Linked DNA regions of Rattus norvegicus: region 1 is linked to region 2. Evidence: chromatin contacts called from public HiChIP or PLAC-seq data. All regions are on one chromosome and are shown on one strand. Each heading gives the region's core, a stretch centred on a gene start, on an enhancer-like site or on the middle of the called end of the contact. The rest is flanking DNA. Distances are from core to core; before and after follow the strand shown.

What was found. HiChIP or PLAC-seq counts read pairs in DNA pulled down with a chosen protein or histone mark.
Region 1: a contact with region 2 is called in an H3K27ac HiChIP or PLAC-seq map of oligodendrocytes, with 3 times the contacts expected there. The contact joins two enhancer-like sites. A contact is called at or near these places in 12 of 12 Hi-C or Micro-C datasets (the A7r5 cell line, the Rat2 cell line, Schwann cells and 7 more) and 1 of 1 datasets of contacts at active chromatin or transcription factors (oligodendrocytes).

What each region holds. Positions count from the first base shown.
Region 1 is chr19:37,760,217-37,766,344 of GRCr8, reverse strand. LOC120098665 (a long non-coding RNA gene) reads left to right here. Exons shown (of 3, transcript XR_005497091.2): 3 at 3,116-3,243. Among named protein-coding and RNA genes, the nearest start is that of Gpt2, 31 kb to the right of the region's middle. Within about 2 kb of position 4,379, at least 1 of the 93 cell types and tissues checked has an H3K27ac peak or open chromatin away from gene starts, as enhancers often do.
Region 2 is chr19:37,710,840-37,717,454 of GRCr8, reverse strand. It overlaps Gpt2 (glutamic--pyruvic transaminase 2), which reads left to right. Exons shown (of 11, transcript NM_001012057.2): 5 at 2,136-2,379; 6 at 6,333-6,412. Among named protein-coding and RNA genes, the nearest start is that of Gpt2, 19 kb to the left of the region's middle. Within about 2 kb of position 2,399, at least 44 of the 93 cell types and tissues checked have an H3K27ac peak or open chromatin away from gene starts, as enhancers often do.

The DNA.
Region 1 (6,128 bases), core at 3,130-5,629, 47 kb before region 2:
ATTTGCCCAGGGTCCAAACTCATCATCACTAAGTTAACTTCATGGGAGGAGAGAAGCTTATCAAAAACCCACACTCCACCAGTGGAAGGGGAAGCCTTGGGTCCTGCTAAGACTGAACCCCCAGTGAACTAGATTGTTGGGGGGAGGGCGGCAATGGGGGGAGGATGGGGAGGGGAACACCCATAAAGAAGGGGAGGGGGAGGGATTAGGGGGATGTTTGCCCGGAAACCGGGAAAGGGAATAACACTCGAAATGTATATAAGAAATACTCAAGTTAATAAAAAAAAAAAAAAAAAAAAAAAAAAACCAACAACAACAACAACAACAAAAAAAAAAACCCACACTCAATTCGGTTACACCAAGTGCCAGTTGTTAAAGAGGGGGGGGTCACGTGACAGTTAAATAAATCAGCAGAAGCCAGGATAGCGGGGCAGCTGGCTCTCTTTCCACTCTTTTAATTTACTTATTCATTTTATGCATATGAGTAACACTGTGGCTGTTTTCAGACACACCAGTAGAGGGCATCAGATCCCATTACAGATGGCTGCGAGCCACCATGTGGTTGCTGGGAATTGAACTCAGGACCTCTGGAGGAGCAGTCAGTGCTCTTAACCACTGAGTCATCTCTCTAGCCCCTCTCCATTCTTTCATCTATTTATCCAGTACACCTCAGTATGTTTTCCTGGAAGCCCTTCCTCTTACTCTCTCCACAGGTAAAAGGTTTTACTTATCCAATCTCTGGGTCCTCCCACCACATAGCCTGCTAGCATGTGTGACTTTGACACATTCCTAAGTTCTAAGCTGTGCAGTATCATATGCAGTTGCTGATGTAGTCTATGTCTTTCCACTATAGACTTCCACTATAGTGTTCACAGTGTTGGAAGACCCTGCTATTAAGGTTACTGTCCACCATGTCCAAATAGCTCTCCAAGACAGACACAAAATGGAGGGCTCCCCCTCTCAGCAGGGCCTCCTTTTCTCTGTCTGACCTTGTCTGGAGAGCACAACTCCCACATCCTCCTCCTGAGGAAAGTCATGTAGTCTTTGGCCAAACTGCAGGTTCAACTTCCTTTCTCCTGACAAGAACCTGCCTGGCAAGTTCCTGGAATTCCTCTTCCTGTAAATTCCTCTGCCCTCATCAATAATGTCCCCCTACCCTGGAAGTCCCTACCCACTCCCAAGATTTATATAGCTCTTGTCCACCTCAAATAAACTTGAGCTGTCTCACTGAAGCTGATCCCGAAAGTCATTCTGTCCCACTCATGGCTGTCTGAATCCCACCCCACACCTCTGCTCCCCTCACTCTCTTGGGCTGGGGGCTGATGACCTCTGAGGAAGAGGAGGCCAAACACAGGGATAAGGATTAAACTTTTCCAGAACCTATGACAGCAACTGGCATGTAGTAATGTCCCAACTAAATATCTTTAATTGATTTGATAATTATCTATTAGACAGCATGGTGTCTAATATTAATATTGTCAACTTTACAGGGTCCAGACGGCATGTGTGTAAGTGAGTTTGTAGATTAAGTTAACAGAGGTCGCTCACCCTAAATATTGGTTGCACCCTTCCATGGACTAGGTGGCACAAGCCTTTAATCTCAGTGGGACACAGAGGCAGGTGGATCTTTGTGAGTTCCTGGTCAGCTACGGCTACACACAAGTCTCAGTCTAAAAACAAAGCAAGAACAAAAACAAAAACCAACTTATCTTTTTTTTTTTTCTTTTTTTTTCCGGAGCTGGGGACCGAACCCAGGGCCTTGCGCTTGCTTGTCAAGTGCTCTACCACTGAGCTAAATCCCCAACCCCCCAACTTATCTTTTTAATACTTAGTAATTTGCACAGATTTTCATATAAAAGAACCCGCAATGATTAGCCTCATTAAACAAAGCAGTAACTGCAAAAAGCTATGTAAAAGCTCGTTAAACCAACTTAGTTTCTACTTCTAAAGGAATCTTTCAGTAAGGTAAATGTGTATCATCACCGATGCGCGGTTGTTTCTCTCACACGCAAGGACAAAGCACTTATTTTGTCAGAGCAAACAGATAAACACCAGGGTTTCAAATAGCGAGGTTGTTCAGATGCCAGATTTTTCTTGGATGCCCTTTTAAATGTGTAAGCTACTGAAAGGTCAGCATTATGCTACTTATAATGAAGCTTTTTAGGGCTGGAGAGATGGCTCAGCACTTAAAAGCAGTGGCTTCTCTACCAGAGGGCCCAGGCTCAACTGCCACACGGAGATCTGCAGCCATCTTTAACTCCAGTTCAGGGATCCAACAAGGGCACTGCGTATGTGTGGTGCGCAGACATACATGCAGACAAAACAGCCATGCACATGACAACTTTTTAAAGTTTATAAGTGATGACCATGATACTGGTGATGAAGACTTGTCCCAGAGGGATCCCCCAAAGCTCACAATTATCTATTTTAAGTTATGTGCCAGTTGGTTTTTGGAATCAGAAGCTAAAGGAAGGGGTTGGGGATTTAGCTCAGTGGTAGAGCGCTTGCCTAGCAAGCACAAGGCCCTGGGTTCGATCCCCAGCTCCGAAAAAAAGAAAAAAGAGGAAAAAAAAAAAAAAGAAGCTAAAGGAAGAAAACAGCAATTTCTCCAGTGTATCATGAATAGGTCCCATCCGTTGTATTGCTGTTCCTTTTTTTTTTTTTTTTTTTTTTGGAGCTGGGGACCGAACCCAGGGCCTTGCGCTTCCTAGGCAAGCACTCTACCACTGAGCTAAATCCCCAAACCTGTATTGCTGTTCCTTTAAGAGAGCAAAGCTGGGTGCAGCTGTGTGGGTGGGCAGCTTTTCTTGTTAGCCCTCGGTGGCCTCACGGTTTGAGTGAGACATCTCCCAGAGCTTTGACCATTTAAATGCTTTGTCATTCCCCTACCCTCACCCCCTACTGGTGATACTCTTTGGGGAGGCTTAGGAGTGTGGCCTTGAAGGAAGTAGGTTGCAAGGGGTAGGATTTGAGAATTTAAAGACAAAAAAGAGAGATAGAAAGAAAGAAAGAAAGAAAGAAAGAAAGAAAGAAAGAAAGAAAGAAAGAAAGAAAGAAGAGAGAAAGGAAAGCAGGCAAGGGAGTAAAGCAAAGCTCTCTACTTTGCTTTCTCTAGCTCTTGCCTGTGCTTCAAGATGTGAGACATCCTCTCCTCCTGTGCCTGTCACCAATGTTTTCTGTCTCTACCATGATGAATTCTTCTCCCTCTGGAACTTTGTAAGCCAAATAAACCCTTCTTTCTTTAAGTTATCTTGGGCATGGTGTTTTATCACAGCAACAGACAAGTAATTAACATACCCTCTGTAGATATGCACAGCTCACAGTCTCCAGGAGTTCTCCATCTTGCTCCTCCAGTCCCATGGGGTTCCCTTGCATTCCCCCTTTCTCAGTGGGGTTAACCAAGCTACTCAGCCTGGCCCAGGACCAAAGGAAAGCAAGATAGTGCCCTGGCCTGATGTGCCCATGGCTCATGCTGTCTCTGATGCCTATACATATTTCTAGGCACAGAGCCATAAGACATCAATGTACTGGACTTAAAATAGTTATTTACTTAAAAGACTTCAGCACAAACGAATATGTAAATGAGCTTTGGCTTGGTTAAGACAATTTCCAAAGATGGCCAGAAATCAGAAGTAGAAACACAATAGTTTTTAAACAAAACTTAAAGTCCTGTCTTTTTAGTCAATTAGGATGCTACAGAGAGAATAATATCCTTAACTATGTCTTGTTTCTCAAATGACAGGGCTAGCCTGCAGACCCAGAGCTCCAGGATCTCCATAACACAGGGCAATAATAGGATATCCAAGAGAGGTCCCTGTGAGGATTCAGTATACATGGAGTAGCAGAAGCCCAGGCCTTGAACCAGACCGACTCATTGCAATGAACATTTGCAAGTAAAGATGTGTGGACAGAAGGGTATACTGTGGGACACGCTGTGACACACCACAGCTTCCAGGACAAGATCTTTTAAAAAAAAAATCTTATTTTACTCTCTTTGGGGTGGGAGTGGAGGTCACGAGGGTGGATACAAAGGGACAGGGAGAAGAATGGTGTTGGGGTGCAGGACAACACAGATGCTATGAAATTCACAAGAAGTCAATAACAACTTTAAAAAAAGAATGTCTTGTTGCATTAGATATGAAGTGGGTTCTAGTTTTTCTCCTGATGTCTTTACATTAGAACATTTACAATTTTTAAGTAGCCTACTCTCATTTTATTAGGTTTTCTCCTGATAGTTTTTCTCCTATATTCTTTTCAGCCTTGGATTAAAGACAGACCAAATTTTCCTAATAAATAATGGAAAGTCCGACAGTTTCAATCATTAATATTAAAGTTTCAAAATGTCCAAGGATGCCAGGTGGCCGGTTATGCGTTCAGACTGCTTTATATTTTGCCCAGGTCCCCAGGAGATGAAGAATCTATACAAAGCATGAATTAGATTTCAGATAGCCATTCATTTCCACTCACTAATTGATCAACTTCCTTTCCCAGCCACCTCATGACCTTCCCCAAATACTTAGTGGATGCCAGGGCAAAACCAGACAACAGTTTTTAAAATATTCAGTTGCATTGTTTTTGTTTTTAAAGATATATTTATTATATAAAAGTACACTGTAGCTGTCTTCAGACACACCAGAAGAGGGCATCGGATCCCATTACAGATGGTTGTGAGCCACCATGTGGTTGCTGGGATTTGAACTCAGGACCTCTGGAAGAGCAGGCAGTGCTCTTAACCACTGAGCCATCTCTCCAGCCAGCATTGTTTTTATTTATGTAGAAGTGTGTGCATGAGTGCAGGTGCCCACAAAGGCATGAGGACAGCGCTGGATTCCATGGAGCTGGGAGCTGACAGTGAGTCACTTGATGTGATGTTAGGAACTGAACTCCAGTCCTCTGTAAGAGCAAAGGCACTCTTGACTGTCGAACCATCTCTCCAGCTGTCCCATCCATCCCCATTTTATTTTATTTTATTTTATTTTATTTTATTTTATTTTATTTTATTTTATTTTCAGAGCTGGGGACCGAACCCAGGGCCTTGCGGTTGCTAGGCAAGCGCTCTACCACTGAGCCAAATCCCCAACCCCCATCCCCATTTTAATATCACTTACATTTTGAATGTCTGAAAGGTTGAATTGAGGTAGGATAGAAAGCTTAGGAATTTGGGGGGAAATATGAGAGAGAAAGAACCCCTCTGTCTTGGAGTTTTAGAAAAACCACTGGAGAAGGGGGGATTTCAATACCATTAACGTTTTCTGTAGAGACCATGAACAACAATTTCTAGAAAGAACCTGAGTCTCGTAAAGGCTGATTTCTTTGAACAGAAGTGGTATGGGGAGACCGGGATGTTCCAGGACCAGAGCCTAATTGTTGTGAGGTATCCACCACAGAAGGACACATAGAAACTGGTTCAAGGCAATAGAGTCTTTATTAGCCGGTCTGTGACTAGACTGGGTGTTTGGGACCCCAGTGAAGTCCCAAACCTTCTTCAGGGTAAGCTTTTAAGCACAAAAATCATGCCCTGGGTTGACAGATTTCAGTTCACAAGAACAGTTAACCAGAAGCAGAACTACGGAAGCCAAAAAGCAGGGTTAGTACATTTAGGGATTTGCCAAGAAGTATGGACTTTAATGGGTCAGGCCTTTGTTTTAGTTTGGGCAAGTGGTGCTGTCGGGTGCTGAGTTTTACAGCCTGACCACCACAGAGTCAGGTGTGCTCAGGTATGGGGGCCTTCTAATTACATAGTTATGATTTGTTTGGACATATCTCTAGCCCCCTAAATAGCCATTTCTGGCCCATCACTGTATCAGACATAACAACCTGTGATTAACAGATCAAACCCTTTTGGAGTCTATTAGCTTAGTAGACCATGAGCAGACCACCAGCCCAAAAGGCTAAGAATCTGATGAGGTGACATTTGATGATTTTGCTCTGGGTGGTGGTTTGACGAGGAATGGCCCCCATAGACTCATGTGTTTGAATGCTTGGTCACCAGGGAGTGGCGCTATTAAGAGATATGGCCTTGTTGAAGTATGTATGGCCTTATTGGAGAAGGTGCGTCACTGGGAGGTGGTGAGCTTGAAGTTTTAGAAACTCAAGCTAGGCCTAGAGCAGGCACTTCCTGCTACCTG
Region 2 (6,615 bases), core at 1,150-3,649:
CCCAACAGCAGGTCCAGCTGGTGGGGAGCTATAGGATACCTGAGGTTGGCCTCTCTGTTGCTCAGCACATACTGTGTGTACTGTGTTCATCCTTTGCCAAGCACTGTGCTAGATGCTGGGGAGACCTTTGGGAACCAGGCTCGCCACTCAGTCTCTGCTTATATGCCAGCATTATGACAGACTGGCATTAGCACCACATACGTAATAGTGAAAAGAATAAATGCTGTAACAGCAGCAGGAGCTGTAAAGGCCCCTCTGAATACGACTGAAAGCTGCAGGAACATATGGGGGAAGGCAAGAGGGGAAGTGTTTTCTGGGCTGAAGATCAGTGTATACAAAGATCTTGATCTGAAAAGAGGCCCAGTATTTTAGAAATGAGTCCCAGGTGGGTGAGCGCACACAGTGGGGGATAATTACCAAAAATAGGGCCAGGGAAGCAAGTAATGGCTAAGTTCTAAGGGCCGTAGAAGCCACACCGAGGCTTAAGTAAGTCAGAACATTGGCGCTTCAGTAAAGGGAGGGAGTTCACATGATTCAATCAATGTTCTGTTCAGCCTTGGCCTGGCCAGGAAGAGCCAAGTAGCAGTAAGTGAGGGAGCTCAGCGCTTAGGAGATGAGGGCTCAGGCTGGGAGTCAGTCAGCAGCGGCGTGGGCACGTGGACTAGAGTTAGTGGCTGTGTGGCTGAAGTCTGAAGTTCTAGGCTTGTGGAGGGCACGGCCTCCTGGGTTTTTACTTGTGGGCTGGTTTTGCGTATTCATCTGGCTCTCAGCGTGCTGGGTAAGTGCCGTCCGCTTACCTCCACTCTTGGCACATTTCTCTTCGGCTCGAGCCCTCTGCTAAGCAAAGTTTGTGCGTTCTTCCCGTGTGAGCGGTGGTCGCTGTTGCCTTTTCTTTCTCATCAGGGCTCTTGTCTCCTCACAGGCTCTTTTGTTTTGAAGTTGAGTGTGTGTTTCCCTGAGCCTTTCAAAAAGATAATCTACTCGAGCCCATGGGGAAATGGGCCTGAGACAGTCAAGCGCGCACCGTGCTTTCCAGTCTGGCGAGATTCTTGGAGCGAGGAATTGAGCCTCAGATGAAGCCTGTGCACGTGTACAATGGAATGGATGTCTCCCATAGCTTGCTGATTCAGAGAACCACTGCCATTTTCAACAACACCTCACTCGACCCCACAGTTCGTTTTCTTAAGAAATAAATATGCACCCCACTTTGCTTAAAAAGAGGTGGGAGTAGCTGGGGGCACCATTTTGACTGTCTCTTATTTAGGAGTCTGTCCAGCCATGTGTGGGCCAACTGATGATTACGTTGAAGAAACTGAGTTTAAATGAGAATATCTGGGTGAAGTGTGGCTAGTTCTAGGGCAGGACCAGCTTGGATCCTGTTTTAGAAAGTGTTTGCTTGCTTGGTTGGTTAGGTGTTTTGAGACACGATCTCACAGTATAGCCCAGGTTGGCCTCAAACTCATGACAGCCCTGCCTCAGCCATCCAAGTACTGGAACTCTGTATGTGTCGCTCCATCCCTGTCAAGTGTCTTAGCCTTTTCCTCCATGCCATGCATTATGTCAAGAACGTTAGGATATTCTATGTTTCTTACCTACATCCACAGCGCCCCTCGTGCTCCAGGGAAGGAAACAAGTCAGGGAGATGAAGCAACTGTGATAGGGCTGTGCTAGAGGCCCTGGTAGACAGACATCCGTGACTGGAGCCCATCTGGCCCGTCTGCCCATTGCCTCTTGAAGGATGAGAGAAGCAGTAGGAACCCTATATAGAGAGGAACCCTATAGATTAGCGGTTCTCAACCTGTGGGTCTCGGCCTCTTTGGGGAATGATGACCCCTTTCACAGGGGTCACCTCGGACCACCGGAAAGCAGATGTTTACATGCAACAGCAGCAAAATTAGTTATAAAGTAGTGATAAATATAATTTTAGGGGGGTTGGGGATTTAGCTCAGTGGTAGAGCGCTTGCCTAGGAAGCGCAAGGCCCTGGGGTTCAGTCCCCAGCTCCAAAAAAAAAGAACCAAAAAAAAAAAATAATTTTAGGGTCGGGGTCACCACAACACGAGGAGGCGCTGTATTAAAGGGTTGTAGCGTTAGGACGGTCGAGAGCTGCTGCCGTAGGTGTTGCTTTTTGTCGCAGACGATCCTGAAGCTCCTGGTCTCCGGCGGTGGCAAGTCACGGACCGGGGTGATGATCCCCATCCCACAGTACCCCTTGTACTCCGCGGTCATCTCCGAGCTCGACGCCATCCAGGTGAACTACTATCTGGATGAGGACAACTGCTGGGCTTTGAACGTGGACGAGCTCCGGCGGGCACTGCGGCAAGCTAAAGACCACTGTGACCCTAAAGTTCTCTGCATCATCAACCCCGGAAACCCCACAGGTCTGTACCTGACTCTCTCGCCATGTTCGTAGGGGCTCAGAGTGACTGGTGCAAGTTACGCAAGGTTTTCTCTCCTCCAGTTTCCCAGTTCACTCCAGATTTGCTAACGTCTGTGAGACTCGCCTAAGGCCATCTCAGGAGAAAGAAGCAGGCACCTTTTTTTTGGTTTTTGTTTTGAGCAAGGCTGTATTACTGATGGGACCTGTTCTTTTTCATATTTTACCTCCAGTTGTAAAGACTCATCTCCCTAAGGCTTATTCACATAGACTACCACTGCTCACCTCAGTCTAAGGTCATTGACTTATTTCTCAACCGGAGAAACTCTTTCTTGTTTCTCAACTGGATTCAGAATGCTGGGGTATGGAGTGTGGCTTTTCCTTTGAGGAGAAAATTGGAAAGTACCCAAATTTTGTATATCTTTCTTTAGAGAGAGAAAAAAGTATACGGCCCTGCCTGTTATGAACTCCCCAGCTGCTGGCTCATGTGTCTCCAGGGCTCTTTGCATCAGAGAGCAAGAACTCCTTTCTCCTTTGTTGAGCTAAATTGAATTGAGGCCAGAATACATTAGAGCTGATTGTGGAATCTGCTGCTCTGAAATGCGAAATGATGCTTCAGTCTGCTGAAAACAGCCCTTTTAATTCCTGGGTGCAACTGACGCAGATACGCCGTGTGCACACTGTGTGTGCACTCCAGTGCCTCAGTGGTGGTGGGGACGATGACGTTCTGCCCACGACGCAGTTCAGGGGAGTGACACAGCACTGTGTTCTCGATTGCTCTGAGTATCGGCGTCACAAGGCGAGCTTTGAAAACCTCACAGACTAGTCCAGACGGCACGGCCGGCGAGAACCACTTCTTGAGGACTGTGGCTCCTAAACTTTTAGCTTGTTAAAGTGAAAAGTGCAGGCTGTGTTCACCGACATCTTAATGACTGGGCTAGGGCTGGAGAATTGGCAGGTATACGAGGTCCAAGATGACATTTCTGCTGATCCCAGGGCCACCCTTGGAACAGCAAGTCCTGTAGCATTTGTGTGCTGAGTCGGCTGTTGAGTCAGTCCTTTTTTGTTTGTGTCTTTGGAGACTGTGTTCCTGTCCGGTTTCATACTTGCTATGTCATCCGAGCAGGCCTCAGCCTCACAGCAGTCCTCCTCCAGGCTCTGAGTGCTGGGATTACAGGCGTGTGCCGCTGGCTTGTCTTTTAGTCAGGGTTTTCTACTCCAGTGTTTATATTAAACCTTTTACCTAGCTGCCTTGGAGAACATACCTCCTTCTCTAAGTAAAGAGATCCTATGACTGTATATTATTATAAGTAACATTCTGTCTCTGTGTCTGTCTGTCTGTCTGTGTGTCTGTCTGTCTCTGTCTGTCTGTCTCTGTCTGTCTCTGTCTGTCTGTCTCTCTGTCTTTTTCTGTCTCTGTCTCTGTCTGTCTCTCTCTCTCTCTGTTTGTCTCTCTGTCTCTCTGTCTCTCTGTCTCTGTCTCTCTCTCTCTCTGAGACTGGGTCTCACTATATAGCTCTGACCTTCCTGGAACTTACTATGTAGACCAGGCTGGTCTTGAACTCACAGACATCTGCCTGCCTCTGCCTCCCAAGGGCTGGAACTAAAGGTGTGCGTCATCATGTCTGGCCTCATAAGTAATTCTTATGAGAGTAACTTATGAATGGGCACTGTCTTTCCTTGCTTTCTGGGGCCTGACTGAATGGCAGCTAGTCAGCGACTAGAAGAGGGGTGGCAGGAAGTGGAAACTTCCCAACCACATACCACAGTCAGCTTGGCTAAAAGATGTCAAAGAAGCTTGGGATGTTAAGTCAGGGTGAACAGCTGTATGGCGGAGCTCTGGACTCTGGCATAAAGCAGTAACCTGAGTCAACACTATTGTGTTTGTTTCTCAGCTCCACTGTCCTCTGAGTTGGAGTCCTTCTTAGAATCTGTCCTTAGAGGGCCTTCAGCCATTGCTCGCCAGGTGAAACCTTCTGTGATCCCACTGAGTGTCCTAGGCCAGGAATTCACTGACCCATTTCTGAACAAGTCAAACCACTAGCACTCTGATAAGACAGTTCTTTTACTTATTCCTTTACCAGTCCTCCTTAGGCTGGCCTCGAACTTGCAACCCTCCTGCTTCAGCACACCAGGTGCTTGGGTGTGTGTCACTACACCTGGGGGTTAGGCCAGGGCCATTTCTCTTATTTCCTGCTGGGGTGTCCTCAGGAGCTGTGGTATATGTTACAGGGGAGAGGAGGTGTAATCACAGATGTTTCTGTCAGTTTATAGGGAATTCCTTAGACCCTTCTTCTGGTTTGGCCTTTAGGCACCTCTCTCTAGCTTTTTGGGCCTGGCCCCTGTAAAGCCATATATGACTTCCTCCTATTCTCACAACTGTTTGCGTTTTGCTCTTTGGTGTCTTAGTGTGCAACAATCGCAGTCCCAAGCCCTGGGTAAACATAAGCTCTTTATCTTCAAGTGTGCATCGTGTCTAGCAGTGGAATTTTTGTATCTTTCCCACCCTTTTCCTCCACCAGGATGAAACCTTTTCAAGACTCTGGTCCTTCTGTTCCTCTTTGTGACCCCTTTGCATTTTGTGAACATGTTTTTGTATATTCAGTGCTCACATTGTGCTTGTATTCAAGCAGATTTAGTTAGGAGACCCCACGAAGGGTTTGCAGGCTGCATCTACCCATAAACTGGCGAGCCCCTGTCTGCAAGAGTAGTGCTGGTTAGTGCTGGTTCCGTGTAGAAACCAAGGCCTGCCACTGTGCTGGAGTCCCAGAGCCCTGAGCTTGCTTCTTATAAAGAGTGGTGTGTGCTTGATGGCCAAAGAAATTTCAGTCTCTTACTTAAGAAATTGGCTTAATTTCTCTTAAGAAGGTGAAAATCTCGATTGACTCATTTTACGATACACTTATATTTTTATAGACATTTTTCATATCATTCTGTAGATAAATATATAAACTATTTTTTAGCCAAAAGGTAACATTCTATATACTTTTCTCCATTTTGATGTCTATACATGCAGAAATTATCCATGTGTATGTGTTATTTGTGTATATAGGCATATCATACATGCATGCTGTACACACAATCAAGAAATCAGTGAGCCCGACTGAGCACGCCAGAACTTCCTGGTGTCACACTCAAAGCCAGAGGAAAACACGGGCGTGGGGGTGGGGGTTTCCACTCCCACCTTCTCTTACCCTTTGCTCTCTGCCCCAGTGGTGTGCCTGCAGGCTGCTGACTTGTTTGAAACTGTTCTCTGACATGGGTAATGGGTGTGTCTTCCCTGCCGGTGTTGAGGCAGGTCCTGAAGGAAGCCAGGAACGGCAGTGTCTTCCCTCAGGGTTCCTAGTGGTGCCAGCTGCAAAAGCAGCTGGCCTGGCCAGAGGTACTAGCCTGACTCTTTCATTCATTCAGTGTTCTACAAGTCCTGCTTTGAGCATTCGCTGGCTCTCAGGGTGGATGATGAACTGGGATTAGCATGTCACTTGCTTGTGGGCGTGTGCATCTGCCTTTCTGGGAGGACACCCACAGATTTTGTTCAGTAACTCCAGCTCAGTTACCATATCAACCAGTACAGTTTTCTGCACTGTGCTGCTGGTGCGTAGTCTAGGAGCGGTAGGGACCCAATGAACTCCACTCCTTCAGTTTTATTTCCCTGCCCACTGTGACACTTCCACACCTTCCTGTCCTAGAGAAGGCACACATCACGCACACATGTGTACACCTCAGCCAAGAGGACAATGAAAACATTAGGTGTGAAAGGCCCTCCTTCCCCATGGCTGACTTCATTGAGTTGGACAGAGTGGGGCTGGGCTTCGCTGCCACGATGACAAAGTAGGAGGGTAGTGCCTGGGACCTTCTGGGAACTTAGGATACCCACATGACCTGGGTGGAGTATTACTTGGGGACAACTTACATAGCATTACAACCTACAATTTGGTTTTCTTGGGGATTTTGTAGGCCAGGTACAAAGCAGAAAGTGCATAGAAGATGTGATTCACTTTGCCTGGGAAGAGAAGCTTTTTCTCCTGGCTGACGAGGTAAGAGCAGTCCCAGAGATTGGTGGGGTAAGTTCAGAGAGGGCGGGGGCGAGCCCTCTTGTATGGGGGAGAATCCAGGTCTGATTATTCTGTAGCCAGGGAGAACTTTCTAGGCAGAGTGATTCTGGCCAAGCAAAGGTGAGGATGTTCGTCCTCTCGTTTTTTAATTTATTTATTCTTTTTTGTTATGACTACACTGTAGC